Linked DNA regions of Mus musculus: region 2 is linked to region 1. Evidence: chromatin contacts called from public Micro-C data. All regions are on one chromosome and are shown on one strand. The core of a region is the stretch at or near the end of the contact, and the rest is flanking DNA. Distances in the headings are between cores, read along the strand shown. Region 1 holds the start of Pip4k2a (phosphatidylinositol-5-phosphate 4-kinase, type II, alpha). Region 2 overlaps Msrb2 (methionine sulfoxide reductase B2).

Region 1 (3,815 bases), core at 540-3,039:
AAACGGGGGGGGGGGGGTGCATTGTTGTCTGCTGTTTTAACAGTTGACATTCCTAACAGCTAAAGATGTCAGTAAAATGAACCCCAGTAGACCCAGCAGTAAAGTAATAGATTTCTCAACTCTTTAAAACGTTCCAGATAAACACAATCATCTTCATATTGCTTCACCTTTCTCCAGCTCTGCTTGGGAGGAAAACTATAAATAAAAGATACTGAGCCATTTTAAACAACTCTGTTAATTTAAGAGTGCAAAAACCACGCTGGCTTTCTGTCACTTACATTATGCTGAAAGGGACACCTGGGCATCCACTGAAAACAAAAGCAGAGCAGCAGGCTCAAGCTCTCTCTCTGAAGCTGGCTGACTGCAGTAGGTAAGGTCATGGTCAAAATTCACAAGCTCATTGAAACTTTCAAGGCTCAGCCAACAGCGCCTATCACGTTTCCTGAGCCCATCTAAGAAGATTAAAGCTGCAGGAGTTTTCTCGCTGTCAGATCAGCAGGACGCTGTTTCAGCCCCCCACACCGCAGTCCGCAGAGTCTGCAGCCGCGCACCTCCTTACATCCCTAGCTGTGCGCTAGACTAACCCTCCCCAACGCGCACCCCGACAGTCTTTTAAACAACCTCCAAAATGGATGTAATTAACTCTAGACCACCTCGAACTCGCGACCGCCGGGACCCCCTCCGACTATCACCACCAAGGCCATCCTTCTGCAGAAGTCTGTGACTTCTGCCTGGCTCCCCAAGGAGGGGAGGAAGCAAGGGGGAGGGAGGAAGACTCCCCGCCAGGAGGTCTGGAAAGGGCACAGCAGCTGGGCGATGCGGGAAGGGATGAAGAGAAGACGCTCAGCACCAGGGCCATATTTACGTTGCTTTTTTTTTTCCTTTGCCCGTCTTCCCCACCCCCACCCCCCACCCCCCCAAAAAAATTCTCCTAGAGTCTGACAATACTGCCTTTAAAGGAAAAAAGAAAGCTAAGCTCTCAAGCTGCCGCCCAAAATCTTCTGATTCACTCCAGTCCTATCTCCGAGAAGCTCCGGACTCTTCCTGACAGGGACAGGTTCACCTGCCCACCCGCTCAGGGCAGGAGGGCCCATCGGTCCCAGACAAGTGGAGCGATCGCTCGGACTGGGCCCTGAGCGGTTCCCCGCCAGGACTGATAGCTGAGACAGAGTCGGTCCCCGCACAAACTTCCCACTTCGCGGACAGCGAGCACCGACCGGCGGGAGGACGAATGCGGGACAGGACAGCCGCGGAGAGGCTCAGAAGCACAGAACAGAGAATGCTTCTCATCCTGCACCCTCCCTGGGTTCCAAAGGGAGCGCAAGCGCCGCCGGAGAAACCCAGGAGATGGACGCTTGTCGTGGGGTTAGGGGTACCCCAAGAGGCGAGTGGCCAGAGGGCCCGGGACCGACCGAGCTAGCCGGCTAGAGGTCCCCGCCCTGCCACCGCTGCAGCAGGAGGAGCAGAGCCGGGAGGCTGAGCCCGAGGAGCAAGAGGAGCGCGCCGCAGAGGAGCCTTACCGAATGGTTGACCCCCCACATGAGCACGCTGAGCAGCGGGTCGCTGGCCCGGAACAGCTTCACTTTCTGAGCCACGAAGTGCTTCTTCTTCGTCTTGGTCTTGCTCGCCAGGACGGAGGACCCCAGGTTGCCAGGGGTCGCCATGGTCGCAGTCTCGGTCCCCTCCACCGCCGCGCCGCCGAGGCCGGGGACCCGCCCTCCCTACACGCCAGCCCGGGGAGGCAGCTGCATCCCCCGGGGCGGCCGCCGCTGCGCGCCTGCTCCAGCCCCGCTCCGCCCGCGCTCAGTCCTGGGCGCTCGCTCCGCCCGCTCCGCGCGCTCGGCCGCTTAGGCTGCAGCTGCGCTCGCCTCGCGCCCCCGCCGGCTCCCGCCCGTCGCGGCTCGGCGCACAGCCCTCGGCTGGTCCAGGCGGCGGGCGGCTTCCGCGTTGGGCGCTAGCGTCATGACGCAGAGGCGGGCGGGGCAGCGGCGCCGACGGGCGGGGCGGGTGCGGATGCGGATGCCGGACCGTTAAGCTGTTCTGTGCGCTCCGCCACCGGTGCTAAGACGAGCACTCTCCTGGCGGCCGCGATCCGTCTGGGGAGGCTGCTGCGGAGTGTGGAGACTCGCGTGAGCATGCCTTTCTCGCTCCTGGGGAGGAGCAAGGAAAGGATACGGAGCCAAGGGAGCTCCGAGGAGGGAGCCCCCAGATGCATGGGGCAGCCAGGAATGTCCGGGAACCTCCGCTTCCCGTGCCAAGGGCTGGCGAGTTCGTGGGACCCAGAGCGCTTCTTCGGGGCCCCGGGCTTCCCCAGCATCTAGGGAAAGGACCTTGGCTCCTCTTTGTCAACTGTCTGCCAGGGAGTCCCCGCCTTGAACTTCCTAACCTTTTGTATCCTGGTTGGGCCTTCCCATGCTATCGGATACTAGAATGTCATTCCCAACCTACTCTGGGATTCTTCACTGAAACCCCTGCTTTAGTCAAGACAGCCATGCCCCAGTCTGGACCGTTTGCTTGGAACCCATCATTTTGCAGGCCACCCCTTCCTTCTCTTATTCTGGACATGCACCTTCTGATTTGAAAATGTTTAGCCTTTCACCACTACCACCCCACACTGAAATTAGTCGTCCTTACGCTGGCATTTGTTGTTGCAAGTCTACAGTCCTTAGATCTTTCAAGAAGACAAAGAGTAACGCCTGGAACAAAAAGGGAGCAGATCCTGTGCGGACCTTCCTTTTCTTCATTTGACCTTTCAGCACGGTTGCCCCCAAAATCCCCTTGGTCATTCTAACTTGTTAATACTATCCCCCCCCCCCCCCGCCCCGCCGCCGCAATGATTCCTTGCTTCTTCTGGTACCAAGCATCACCATTGTTAATGGCTAAAGGGGGTGAAGATAATAACAAAACCAGCCTAAATTAATGCTGAGAAGTCATAAACTTGACCCACAGTTCCACTAGTTGACCAAATCATTTAACCAGAGACTGATGTTATTTGTGTGACTAGGTATAGCCTGACACAAAGGTCACTTTAGGGACTATGCTATAGATTGTTTGTTACACTCAAAACCAGCAGTAGATAAAAGTACACAATGTTGCAGACCTGTAATCCTGGCCCTCAGGAGGCAAGGCTAGAGGATCAGAAATTCAATATAATCCTCAGGTAGGTAGGTATGTTCAAGCCAAGCCAGGTATCCATGAAACCCTGTCTGGGGGCGGTGGAGGGGCTGTGGGGCTGTACAGTCTTTATCTTACTGATAACTCATAAACTGTCGCCTGACCTCAGAAAAGAGTCTATCTAAACCAATTTTCATAGCTTGCCCACAGGCATCCTTTCACAAGAATCTACAACCAAATTCAGCACCCTACACAGCCTACAAGTTGTTTCATTTCTCTTCCTGTGTTGGAAATAAGCATTCATATTGTTGTTAACCAGTTGGGAGTTCATTTATTTAATAAATTCTCATTGACCCAGACTCAAGAGCTTCACATCATCATTGATTATTGCTCTTCATCACCCCTCCACAGAAACCTGTACCAGCCCTTGTCCTTGAAAACAATTACCCTTTCCTCCTGGTTGAAATGAATCCTTCCACTTCAATGCCTCTGTATCTCTTTATTTGTTCACAATAGCTGTAATGTACTTAATTGTATATTAATAATGCAAGACAATGGGCTTGCTGAAAAACTGAATTCAATGACAGCAAAGAGCTGGGTGAGCCTACAAGAACAGGAAATGGACACCTCTGGGCATTGTTAGGCAACCCTTCAAAGAGAAACCTGGGCACAGATGCACCAGAGGTCACCATCTCTCCTGG
Region 2 (3,429 bases), core at 427-2,926, 400 kb after region 1:
GTGGGTGGGGGGAGCATCCTCACAGAAGCGGGGGGTGGGGGTGGGATGGGGGTTTGTGGAGGGGAAACCAGGAAGGGGGATAACATTTGAAATGTAAATAAATAAAATAACCAATAAAAAGTTAAAAAAAAGAAAACTATGAAATAATGCAATTCTTATAAAACCTGGTTCAATTAAGAAAATATAACAGTCACAAAATGTCTGTTAACATAAAAATAATTTATTACTTTTGTTTTGTTTGTTTGTTTGTTTGTTTGTTTTTGAGACAAGGTTTCTCTGTGTAGCCTTGGCTATCCTGGGAATTACTTTGAAGGCCAGGGTAGCCTGGAACTCAAAGAGATACTCCTCTTTCTGCCTCCTGAGTGTTGGGATTAATGGTGTGTACAACCACTACTCACCAAGAATTTACTACTTTTTAAAACCCATAAAAGTCAAGCGTGGTGATATGAGTTTATAGTCCTAGCGCTTGAACAAGCCGGGCAGCAAGATTATGAGCTCAAGGCCATCTTGGGTTACACAATGAAACTGACTCAAAAAAAAAGTACTATAATAGTTACATATTCTAAAGTTCCAAGTCATATTTCTAATCTTGCTAAATATTAGTATTTAAAACCCATACTAAAGCATTTGGGGACCCTTAATAGTTTGGGGGCACAGAAGAGTCCTGTGTGTTCAGCTGAGTTTACCACTCATGTCTTGTCGGCTTAGTTTAAGGCAGAATTTAATTTCAAATCATTTCTTTCTTAGGTAGAGAGAATCATCTCTATGCTGTTTGAAAGTTTCTTTATTTTTCCATTGTTGTTTACAGACACTTTCCTATGTGAGTTCTAAGATTATTAAGTCTTTCTTTTGGGATGATGCTGGAAATCAAACCCAGGACCTTGCATGTGCCAGGCTCTGCCACTAAGCTGCAACCTGCTCCTGAGGGTGAGGCATTCTGAGAGCAGATCTCCAGTAGTCCTCTTGCCTCCTCTCCTCAGCTACTTGGCCCACTCCAGCCATTAGCATCCTTTGTCCCTGGGAGACCATCCTAAGCATCAGGCTTTTTCCAGTAATTAATCAGAGTGCTAAGCTAATTGACTAATGACAGTAACCCATAATGAGTGCTCGTGAGCACCTGCCTCACCTCACCTGGCTTCATGGAGGCTTCCTGACTCCTCAAAGGATCTCTGCAAGACAGGTGCTGTGTCCCCAGGAGACTGAGCGGTTTCTCTACCTTCGCATCTCTAAGTGGCTTGTGGGGTTCTCATTCTCCAGGACAGCCTGAGTTCCCATAATAGAAATCTCCACTGCTACCAACTGCTGCTTCACCAGATCTTATGCGGATGCGCCTCTGCCATGTAGACCACACTCCAAAAGCTGTTGTTTTTCCTTTTCCATCTCTTCCTTTTCTGCCTTTAGCGTTTGAGGATTTGATCTGTGGTCCTCATATGCAAATGAGTTCACATAGCCTTAGTCTTTCTAGTTCTTTTAGGTCAGACCCAGAGAAAGAAGCCATTAGCATTTAAAGAACAATACTTCATTTCACTATGGCCAGATAATGTCTTGAACACAAAGGGACAGAAGGAATTATTCCCTGGAACTGACTATTCATGAAGCCCAGCTTGGAATCTGGCAGAAGGAGTGGGGGCTGAGTCTTGCTCAGAACAAAGGGATGGGACCTAAGAAACTGCTATTCTGCCAACACCCATGTGTAATGGCTGTGGGTCTGCACTGTCTTCCAATTCTAACGCTGTGGGTCTGTACTGACTCCTGCAGTTCTGAGAAGAAGTACTGTTCTGGCACCGGCTGGCCTTCATTTTCTGAGGCTTACGGCTCAAAAGGCTCAGATGAAAGTCACACAGGGATCCTGAGACGACTGGACACTTCCTTAGGATGTCCTCGCATGGAGGTGGTCTGCAAGCAGGTGATGTGTTTTTCTTTTCTTCATTTTCTCTGAAAGGAAAGGAGCTGTTTTTCTCTTGGTGCCTCTCTTGTTCTTCCATGATATACCTTGCCATTAAAATTCACTCTACTTAGTGATCCCTCTCTCCCATCCCGTTCCTGCTTGACCATATGACACCAAAAGGCAGAGACATTAGCATCTTACTTCTTCTGGGAACCTAGGGAGGGGAGCTCAGATCCAGACAAAACTTGGTTTTGTATTTTATTGTTGTTGTAGTTATTGTTGTCATTATTATTATTACTATTATCATTATCATTATTATTATACACGAGTGTGCACACATGCACAGGCACCACTGTACACATAGGGAGGTTTTCTCCTCTACCATGGCTTCTGGGGATTAACTCAGATGGTCAGCACTGTGGGGATTAACTCAGATGGTCAGAACTGTGGCTCAACTGCTTTTTATCTGTTTCACCAATCTTCCCAGCTCAAGGAAACTCATTTTTATGTCATTGGCACTCACATTTCCTGGCGTGTTGTATAAACTGGCAGAGGTTGGCAAATGGAAAGGGCCAAGTTTTGTCTGAAGGAAAGAAAAGTGGTTGTTGGGTGCTCCCCCAGTTTATATGAATCCTTCCCCTCCTTGTGTTCATTCATCTTCATGATGGCTCCTTATTATTGTCACCATTTGACAGATTAGCAAGTCAAGGCCTCGGTGTAATCATTTGCCCACATGCTCCCTGGAGAAGTAGGACTGCTCACTACCACAGCTCTCTGTATATCCGGTTGTCCATTTTTGAACCAAATTCTAATGCAAATGGTCATGCTTCCCAGATGCTAGGCTCTGGGGTGTGGTGGGCCATGTGGGGCTGTTTTCCTGGAGAGTGACAAAGATGTTGTCTCTCCCTTGCAGTGTGAAGCTCACCTTGGCCATGTGTTTCCTGATGGACCCAAGCCCACTGGCCAAAGGTTTTGCATCAACAGTGTGGCCCTGAAGTTCAAACCCAGCAAGCCCTGACTGTTTGCAGGAGGCCTGTGTTTTGCCCTTCCTTGTGGAGCCTTGGTTCTGTAACTCGGATGGATGCCTTGCTTTATGTACTGAAGGCTTAGGTGAAGGTTGTTACTGGCCACAGGGGAATCACAGCTTCTTAGTCACCTGAAAGCAACTCAACCTGACTTCCGCTTGGGCCATGGGATTTCAATTGGCTGCCAAGGCTTCGGGTGAGACCACAGGGTGGGACCTAGGCAGGATTTCCACAGGTTCGTGGACTGACGAGGGTCCCTAAAGCCTCTGAAGGGAACCTGAGTTGCCCATCTCCATTCATTTCTTCATGGATGTACACAGATGAGGGCTCAGGGGGAAGAGAAAAGAGATGGGCTGGAACAGATGAGAGATGAGAGATCCCAGTGTTGAAGAGGAGGACAAAGTAGCCGAGCATGGGACACACATACCCATGATGATATAATGGATGAAACTTGTGGCTTCTTATCCAAAACTCCACTGACTCAGCCTTACAACACACAGCTGGGATCCATGTGAA

What was found. A called contact is a pair of places that touch in the nucleus more often than the background predicts.
Region 2: a Micro-C map of embryonic stem cells shows a contact between it and region 1, with 2.7 times the contacts expected there. The contact joins the enhancer-like site here to the promoter of Pip4k2a in region 1. A contact is called at or near these places in 1 of 39 promoter capture datasets (the C10 cell line), 1 of 484 Hi-C or Micro-C datasets (embryonic stem cells) and 2 of 115 datasets of contacts at active chromatin or transcription factors (embryonic stem cells and memory CD8 T cells).

Annotation. Positions count from the first base shown.
Region 1 is chr2:18,996,332-19,000,146 of GRCm38.p6, forward strand. It overlaps Pip4k2a (phosphatidylinositol-5-phosphate 4-kinase, type II, alpha), which reads right to left and starts at 1,790. Exons shown (of 10, transcript NM_008845.4): 1 at 1,521-1,790. The coding sequence starts at 1,664. It overlaps 4930426L09Rik (RIKEN cDNA 4930426L09 gene), which reads left to right and starts at 1,988. Exons shown (of 1, transcript NR_024323.1): 1 at 1,988-3,473.
Region 2 is chr2:19,391,450-19,394,878 of GRCm38.p6, forward strand. It overlaps Msrb2 (methionine sulfoxide reductase B2), which reads left to right. Exons shown (of 5, transcript NM_029619.2): 4 at 1,759-1,906; 5 at 2,802-3,429. The coding sequence ends at 2,906. Among named protein-coding and RNA genes, the nearest start is that of Gm33940, 21 kb to the right of the region's middle. Within about 2 kb of position 1,677, at least 9 of the 459 cell types and tissues checked have an H3K27ac peak or open chromatin away from gene starts, as enhancers often do. A contact at or near this core is called in embryonic stem cells, where this site is marked.